Regions from separate parts of the Oryzias latipes genome. Here region 1 is linked to region 2. A link is a contact called in public Hi-C data. All regions are on one chromosome and are shown on one strand. The core of a region is the stretch at or near the end of the contact, and the rest is flanking DNA. Distances in the headings are between cores, read along the strand shown. Region 1 has its middle 18 kb from the start of c21h3orf38. Region 2 holds the start of epha3 (ephrin type-A receptor 3).

Region 1 (3,851 bases), core at 104-2,603, 110 kb after region 2:
ACGTACATGGAATCTACTTGTCTGCAAGTGGATAAAACAGAATGGAGCTTGTAGTTGTAAAATCTACAACTGTTGAATAATCTACAAATTGCCAGGCTACACGCTTTTCTAAATGGCATTTTTGCGTCTGCTCCTGATTCACAACCGTTTGAATGAAGAATTACTCACAAATGCAAGATTACATTTCTTTTTGTCCTCCATCATAAGAAAAATGCCACAAGAACATGTTAAAAAAAACAAAAAAATTTCATCGGTGAGGGTCTTAAAGTAAAAAAGTTGCTGATTGAAACAAGTTTTAACTTTAACTTTAGTTATTTTCAATTCTGTACATGAGGTGTCGTGACAGTGGAGCATAAGAACTCTCTGAAAAGTAAATTGAAATGTCTGTTCCATGTGATTGGCTGATATTTGGATTCTGCAGAAGGCCTAATAAAAAATGTCTGTGAATGGATGTCACCTCCTAGACCTGATTCCAGAACCAGAAGAGACAAAGTTGCCCCTTGAGACTTTTATTATTATAGTGGAGGAGTTTTCAATTATAGAACCTCGACCTCTGTATTGTTTCATTCCATTTTTATTCCACAAAGTCAAATAAAAACACTGTGTCCCTGTCCAAATGCAGTGATTGCCTTCTAAAAACAGGCTCCCATCTTATTTGGCACATCACTCCATTCTGATCTCATGTGTGTGCCCATTTTTCTTAGACTCTGCCAGTTTCATTAATGCACAATAACAGCACTGACTTTAGCAAGCATGCTTATTAAAAGACAAAGCTATTAAACTGAAAGCCATAAATGCCAGAGGTATAACAAATGTCAATCAGTGTCCTTGAAACGCTGACTATAGGCCACTTTTGAAGCATTGACTGGTCATTAGTGTTCAAAGCTGTTTGTCAAGTTCTGAATCGATCACATTTCTTAATTCAGTGGATTGTCGTTTCTCCCATAATGCTGTTAAAATCAGTACAAGTCTCAATTGCTACCGTCCAAATTTTACAGACTGAACAGACTGTAAAAAAAAGTAAACTGGCTAAAATGTGCATCTGTTTGCGATTAAATAGTGTCATTTCAGACATAAAAATGTACATTAAAACCTGGAGTTTTTGCCCTACTGGTAAACAATGGATCGGTCCACTCGCAGCAAGAGATAACAAACGTGTACCTGATCTGTTTATGAAGCAAACTTGACGGATGGGTGTCGTTTCAAGCAACTCCTATGTGTTTAGTTTGAGTGGCCCGAGCTATCCAAACATCTCGAGCTGTTTAAATTAATGTAGTACAACACAACAACCACCATGAGCAAATGAAGATGGATGAGTCAGCTTTGAAAAACATTCCTCTGTCAGAGGTCACACACCACCCTCCAACTGAGTCAACTCAGGGTTGTGATGCCATGTGGAGGGTAAAGAGTGAGCAGACGCCAGCTTAGGCCCATACAGTAACAACATCCATTTGGTTTTGCTATTGAGATCTATAGTATATTAGTAGTTGAACACAATTTCTTATAATTTTAAAATTTGTTGGGATTATACCACTGCGCTCATGATGACTTGAAGTCATCTTACCTCAAATCAGCTTGCAAATGTAAACTTAACTATTCTACTCAATGTGCAAACTGCTTCTAAGATTTTTGCTAAAACGTTGCAGATTTTTGAAGTAAAGCACAACATGGCACGAATCCCGTAATTCAGCTTTGGCTTGTTCAGTGAAATTGGACATTGAAACCATGTTTTTTTGCAATTTTTACATTTTCTTGTAGCATTTTTCTCATAATGGAGAACTCAGTGTATATGAAGAAAATTAAGATTAAAACTGTGTTTCAGGGTATTGCTTTATTCAAATCATGGTAAATCATTTGGAAAAGCTTGTAGTTGTTACATAAAAAGTCCACCGGGGGCCACAAACTTCCTGCTCCTCTCCATTCTGATGCACTTACAGACAAATAGAATCTTATACGTCTTCGTCTGCCTCGTCTGAGCTGCCATCTTGCTGAAAACAGTACAGCTGGATAGCTCCAATATTGCTCGCCATTTTTGTAGTCCCATGTTAGGTTGGGGTTGTGAGGGGCTGTAAGCTAGTGGGACAGAGTGTAAACAAAGGGATCATGAGAAATGATGTGCCAACAGTCTTGCCCACGACTCAGAGGCAAATTACTGATGAAGTCCTGCTTCTCTGCAGAAACTATGTTCAAGAAAACAACACAGAGTTTTTGTTTTGGTCTAAAAAATGTAATTATAAAAAAATATAAAAAACACTGCAGGAACACTTTGACAGTAGATCCAAAAATTATCAGGGTCGGACTTTAATGGCTGAAAATTATTAATTGTTATTTTTATTTCACAGTGGCAGATGCCTTTATGTATGAGCGTAATATGAATCAATATTCAAATGTTCCACACACATGTAATTTTAGTCTAAACTTGCCTTGTTTAAACAAGTTGAATGAAAAAAAATTCTCAACGTGGCTTCATCCAGATAAGTGTCTACAACAAAATAAACAAAATCCCCCTCACAGGTTTTTTGATAAACTTCCTCATCTTAACAAATGCCTCATCAAAAGAAGGATGAGCTGATCAAACGTAGCTTAGTTTTTCCAGCCTACCCTGAGAATGCAGTGAAGACATCATTTCAGATATCCAGTGACAAATAGAAAGTGAAAGGAAACAATATTAATAAAGTGAGACTGTTTTGCTGACACATCTGCACTGGGTTACTGTGCTGAAAAATGGCAGCTATGATGATGATGACATATTGACAGAGTTTCCGTGGGGGATTATCTCAGCTCCATCACTTTGTGAGACTTGAGACATTTCAGCTCTGGGGTTTGGCATGGGGAAATTTAGACGCAGCTGATGACGCCTGTGGGCCTTTTGGATGAGGATAGATGAGGACATTTGGCTGTCAGTGAGGAGAAGGCCTATCTGGCTCTGTCAGGAGCCCAACAGGGAATGAGAAAACACCAGGGGTCTGGTCTCAACAGGCAAGTGTTCCTTCCTTGTATGCATCCTTCATCATCCTCGTCTTTTACAGAATGGGATTCCTGGCACTTGCCACATTCAAGTGTCTCTTTTATACTGAAACCTTTGAAAGACCTTTTTTTTTGGTCAAAAAACTTTTGGAGCAGTTCAGAATAAAAATGTTTGACAGCTCAGAAGAATTTAGAATAAAGAGAAGATGACAAAAGTTAGCAGATTAATTCATCATAAAACTGCTGAATTAAAAAATGTTTGCAACAGAAGGCAATGTCAAACTCAGTCTTCCAAGAGAGGCATTTGATCAAGGAGCCACAGAGCAAAAGTTCTATTGCTCTACATAATATTTGTGCAATAAAACTACCATGAAAGTTAGTATTAATGAATAATATCATCAGAAAAATGTAACTTTTCATGACATTTAGGGCTGAATAAAAATACCAAAAAGAATCAAGCAATAAAATTAATAGCATTGTTGTTCTTTTTTACATTATTACTTATTTTTATTTTTCAAGGTCTGAATGTTCACTAAAATAAGAGTTAAGTGACAATTTTGCAACCATCTTTTTCAAAATCAGAATTTATTTAGCTACATTTTCTCTGTTGTTACTTCTATAAAAGCCGTTTCTTAGACTTAAAAAAAATTTGTTTTCAACACTTTTTCAGTTTTCTACTTTTTTGTCGACTAAAGTAGAAGATTACTTCAACCTGTGTGTAAACAGTTGTTGGTACAATCTTGTTATACGCTACAGCTCATAGAAAGCTTTTAGCTGTCTGTGGCATGTTAATAAAAACGGAAGAAAAGTTTAAGTTTTAAAAGGAAATTTCCTTAATCTTTTTTTTTCTTTTTTAACTTAAAAGAATGAGTCCTTGACCTCAA
Region 2 (4,379 bases), core at 1,835-4,334:
GAAATAAAAAAAGAACTGCACTCCATAGACTTAAAACTGTTACGCACTAAAAAACCGCGCCCCCGTTTCGCCGTTTTTCCACCCGACGTTTTTGAATGATTGACCACTTATGATCTAATAACAGAAAAAAAGAAACTAATTTGAACATTTTGATTTTGGTTGTAATCTTGAATTTTAGCATTAAAGGGGCAAGATGATCAGAAAATCGCTTTTTGATATGAAACGGTTTATTTTCAGTATCAGTAAAGTAAAGTTTAGAGTAAAATTCAAAGTATCACGGTGATCAAAGTTCCGTTTTTATTTTTGAACAACTTTCTTTCATTTCAAACCAGTACATATTTGTCCGCAGATTGATGATCAGACAGACACCTCTTCAGCAATAAATGCACACATTTCCTAAATGTAATCATCCCTGACTCTAAAAACTTTTTAAAAAATAAAGAAATAAAAAACAAACACGCAAGTCATTTAGTAAGGAAAAATAAATACAGCTTGGCGTGACAGTTCATCTGGGGTTTTTGCGCATTTGGGACATAAAGTCACTTTTGCGCATGCTCTCCTGAACAGATAGACTTCCCAAAACTCGTTTAAGTGATGTTTGTGAAGTGGCCTGGACATTTTTTGACTGAGCAAATACTTTGTATCACTTGTATTTGCCCCGTTGTGGCTCTGATGGTGTGCGTCCGCACTATTTGAAGGCAGGGGCGAGGGGATTTGTCTTGGTTGCTGAACAGCATCCGCCTTGCGGACAGGAGAAGAAGGGCTCATCGTTTGCGTCAAAACGGCTCCAGAAAGTACATGCAACTGCACGTCGTTTATCCAATGAGCGTTGAGAGTTTGATTTCCAAAGCGACACTGACACTGACACTCTCTGGTGGACTAGCAGGTGAAGAATGTCACTTGAATCGTCTGATTTGTTCTTTATTTTGGATACTTAACTCCGTTCCTAAGAGGATTTACCTCTCCAAGCTGCCTGTGTGTGTGCGTATATATGTGCGCGCGCCTTCTCTCCATGGCTCCACAGTTTTCTACCTCCTCACTCACATCAACTTTCAAACACAACACAAACTCCCCTCACTTACCCTTCGGAGCATTTTAGACTATGGGGGTGAGTTTTTCAGTGTTCTCGCATTTTAAAGATATCCATCAGCCTCTAACATCCGCTCTATCCCTCCATGCGCCGCGGCTGTTCGGCTCAGGATGGAGAAGCGATGAAATCAGATATTACAATGTCGTATCCTCTTGTTCGTCTATTATCACAGCGTGGAGAGTGAAAGTAATTAAAGTCAAATCTAAATAAATTGTATTTTGCTTTTGTTTGATTTTTATTTGTATTAAATGAACTCCACGGGCTTAAGATAAAACTGATTTGTTTGGGGTTTTGATTTTTTGTGGCTAGAACTGCTGCGGTGCGCATACACACGCACACACATTGTTCTTCAAATTTCAGTTTAAAAAGTTTTTTGCTGAGGAAGCTAATATTGAAAACTCAAATTGGGTTATAGAAAATACATATTCCTAAAAGCAAAAGTTTTCCTTCATTTATGTTTCTTTCTTTCTTTGTTTTTGTAATAAAAGAGTTGTGTGGAGGACTCCTGCCCCCCCCCCCCCCCCCCCCCATTGCCTTTCTTTAACATTCCATATTAACACACTGGAGTGTAACTGGGGTCATTTTTTTTTTGTTTCGGGTTTTATTTTTATTTTTCCCTCCGGTGCCTCGCCTCTAACATATAGGATCTTTGCTTTCATTTAATCACTTTCTGAGTTACAAGCTGACACCTCATTGCCTGCCTCTGCACCACAGCTAATGCATTCATAAATGCAGCACAGATTTGATTTCTGCTGTATTTTTATGAGGAGCAATTTAACTTGCATTTTTCTTTAGCAGCCTCATTAGAGTACCACCGAGTTCCACCTTTTTTCACCAAGTCATTTGTCTGTGTTTAGCAGGAGCTTAGAGACAGGAGCATCTCCATCTTCAACTTTAACTTAGAAGTGAGACAATAGCCTCGTTCAGGTGTTGATAAGTTAATAAATTGTAGCACTTTGAATACTATTAATTTAGATAGTAAATAACGTTTAATTCAACAACTTTTGTTACCTTTTACTTTGAAGATGGCTGTCCCGTGTGGAGCTGTGTGGGTTAAAATAAAAGTGCAAACAAACGCACAAAAACCTAAAATAAATCACGGAAAAGGCATAAGGCAGGAAAAAGGCGTTCTTTATTTTTGATCAGGTAATTAGTTTAAGTTTAAAATGAAGTTTAAATTTAAATTTTAAGACTGGAGAACATTTAAGGATTTCCTGTGCGCACGATCAGAGAAGCGAAGTCTTACTTTGAGGTCAAAAGTCACTAAACAGCCTAAATACGGTGAAAAAACGGCGTTTCCCTGCAGCCCTCTGTCAGTGCTCAACATTTCCTTCCAATCGAGTTCGTCTGACAATTACGCAGGGAAGTGGGGCAGACGGACAGCTCAGCGTGGACCGATGGAGACGCACAGAGTTCCCCCAAATCTCTAAATAAACTCACTGCGAGCTGTTCTGGCATTTTAACATAATTCATCCCAGTTTAAGATGATCCTCTCTTTTAGAGAAAATAAATAAATAAATACTGTCCTAAATGAGTCTCTGTCTGTCCTGCCGGGATCCGTCCCTAGGTTGAGAATTTACTCATTTGGTGCTCTGTGGTGCCACCTTGTCACCTTCTCGCAATCTTTCTTTTCTTCCTATCCCAGTGAGTGAAACAGGAAAGCGCACCACGGTGTGCGCCGAAGCGCACATTTTCCAAACACACACACACACACAAACCCACGCGCACAGACAAGCAAGCGTGAACCCAAGCAGAAATCCGCGCAGCTCCGGAGTTCCTCTTACCTTCATTGAGGGGGTAAATGACGCAAAGGGCAGGAAGGAAGGTGGACATAAAAAGGTGTATTAAGAAAAGAGGAGATCGCAGATCGCAATCCATGGCGGCGGATCAGAGGTGCATAACTCCATGAAGCCACTGACTAGTCTGGGAACGTCTACTCTCCACTCGGCGCTCGCTGCCTCTCCTGCTCCGGCTCCCTCCAGCTGGAGCAGTTTTCCGCTGGGTCCTACAGAGTCTGACGACGAGCGAAAGCTAGCCGCTCAAGTTCATCACAGGTCAACCTGCAGCCTGGACCACGTGACGCTCTGACTTATTACTTTACTTATTTATCCAGTTGCTTTTCATGTGTTTCCTTCACTTTAGTCCATCTTTTTATTTCCTATGCCACCCCCCACCCACCCCCCAAAATATATAGAAATGCATAAAATTATGTTTAATTAAAATGGTATTTAACAATATAACAGGAACATTTAAATTAAAGTTTTTACTGGAATAAAATAACAGTTTCTCTTGTATTGAAAACACAGTTAGGATAAGTAAATAAAGAAAGAAACAAACAAATGAATAAATAAATGTATAAATAAACAAGTTATTTTTTTTTGTCACAGCTGCAGTGTCCTTACTTCTAAAACAGAAAATGAGAATTTTATCCCTTTTTCTCCTTTCCTGTCATGAAGAGGTGTGTGCTTATATTCTGTTTCATTACTATGTGGTACTCTTCATGTAGGTAATAAACAGAAAATAACAGAGTCCACTGGGATTTAATGTTTGGACAAGCATAAATTAAAAAAAAGAAATAAATTTACAATACTGGATAAATAGTCTTATAACTAATTCTGCAAATGTGCAAAACATTTAATCTATTTATTTTTCTTATTTCTTCTTATTATTATTATTTCTTCTTATTTTTATTATTTCTTTTTTTTATTTCAGATTTGACTCTATTAGAACTTTGCTCCTGCTTTATACTGGTTTGAGACTGGAACAATGAACAATATCCGGTCATGGTTTCAATCTCCTTTCTGAGCCCCCACAGGGAAAGAAAATACTATTCGGGCCACAAGAGCACACTGAAGGCCTCACAGGAGAAGGGAGTGCATGCATGAAAACCTTGTGCTTTGTTTTGATAACAGTATTACTGCACAAACTGAAATTTTATTACATGATTTCAGGTTTAAGTTCAACACTTCTATTATGAATAGCTTTCATTTGCGCTCTAAAAAAATCTGTTTAAGCTTTTTTCTATGTTTTGCTAATCACCCACTGAAGGACAAAGTTTTATTTATCATTATGTTGAAGGACAAGTGATATGCCATGCATTTGGTCCAACTGTGGGCTTTTTCTGAGTGGGCCATTAGAGGCCCCCTACACCGCAACGCTTCATATAAACTGAACGACTGTGGCAGCACAGTAACGTCAGGGTCCTCACTGAGACACCAGCTGTTGTGGTGGGGGGTTGGAGGCTGGAGGTTAGGAAGGCATGTGATGTATGAGAAAAGTTAAAGGACAC

What was found. A called contact is a pair of places that touch in the nucleus more often than the background predicts.
Region 1: a contact with region 2 is called in a Hi-C map of embryo, with 1.7 times the contacts expected there. The contact joins the enhancer-like site here to the promoter of epha3 in region 2. A contact is called at or near these places in 2 of 5 Hi-C or Micro-C datasets (embryo and fibroblasts).

What each region holds. Positions count from the first base shown.
Region 1 is chr21:17,809,633-17,813,483 of ASM223467v1, forward strand. No RefSeq gene overlaps it. Among protein-coding and RNA genes, the nearest start is that of c21h3orf38, 18 kb to the right of the region's middle. Within about 2 kb of position 1,354, at least 1 of the 8 cell types and tissues checked has an H3K27ac peak or open chromatin away from gene starts, as enhancers often do.
Region 2 is chr21:17,695,271-17,699,649 of ASM223467v1, forward strand. epha3 (ephrin type-A receptor 3) reads right to left here and starts at 3,085. Exons shown (of 19, transcript XM_011489641.3): 1 at 2,875-3,085. The coding sequence starts at 2,968.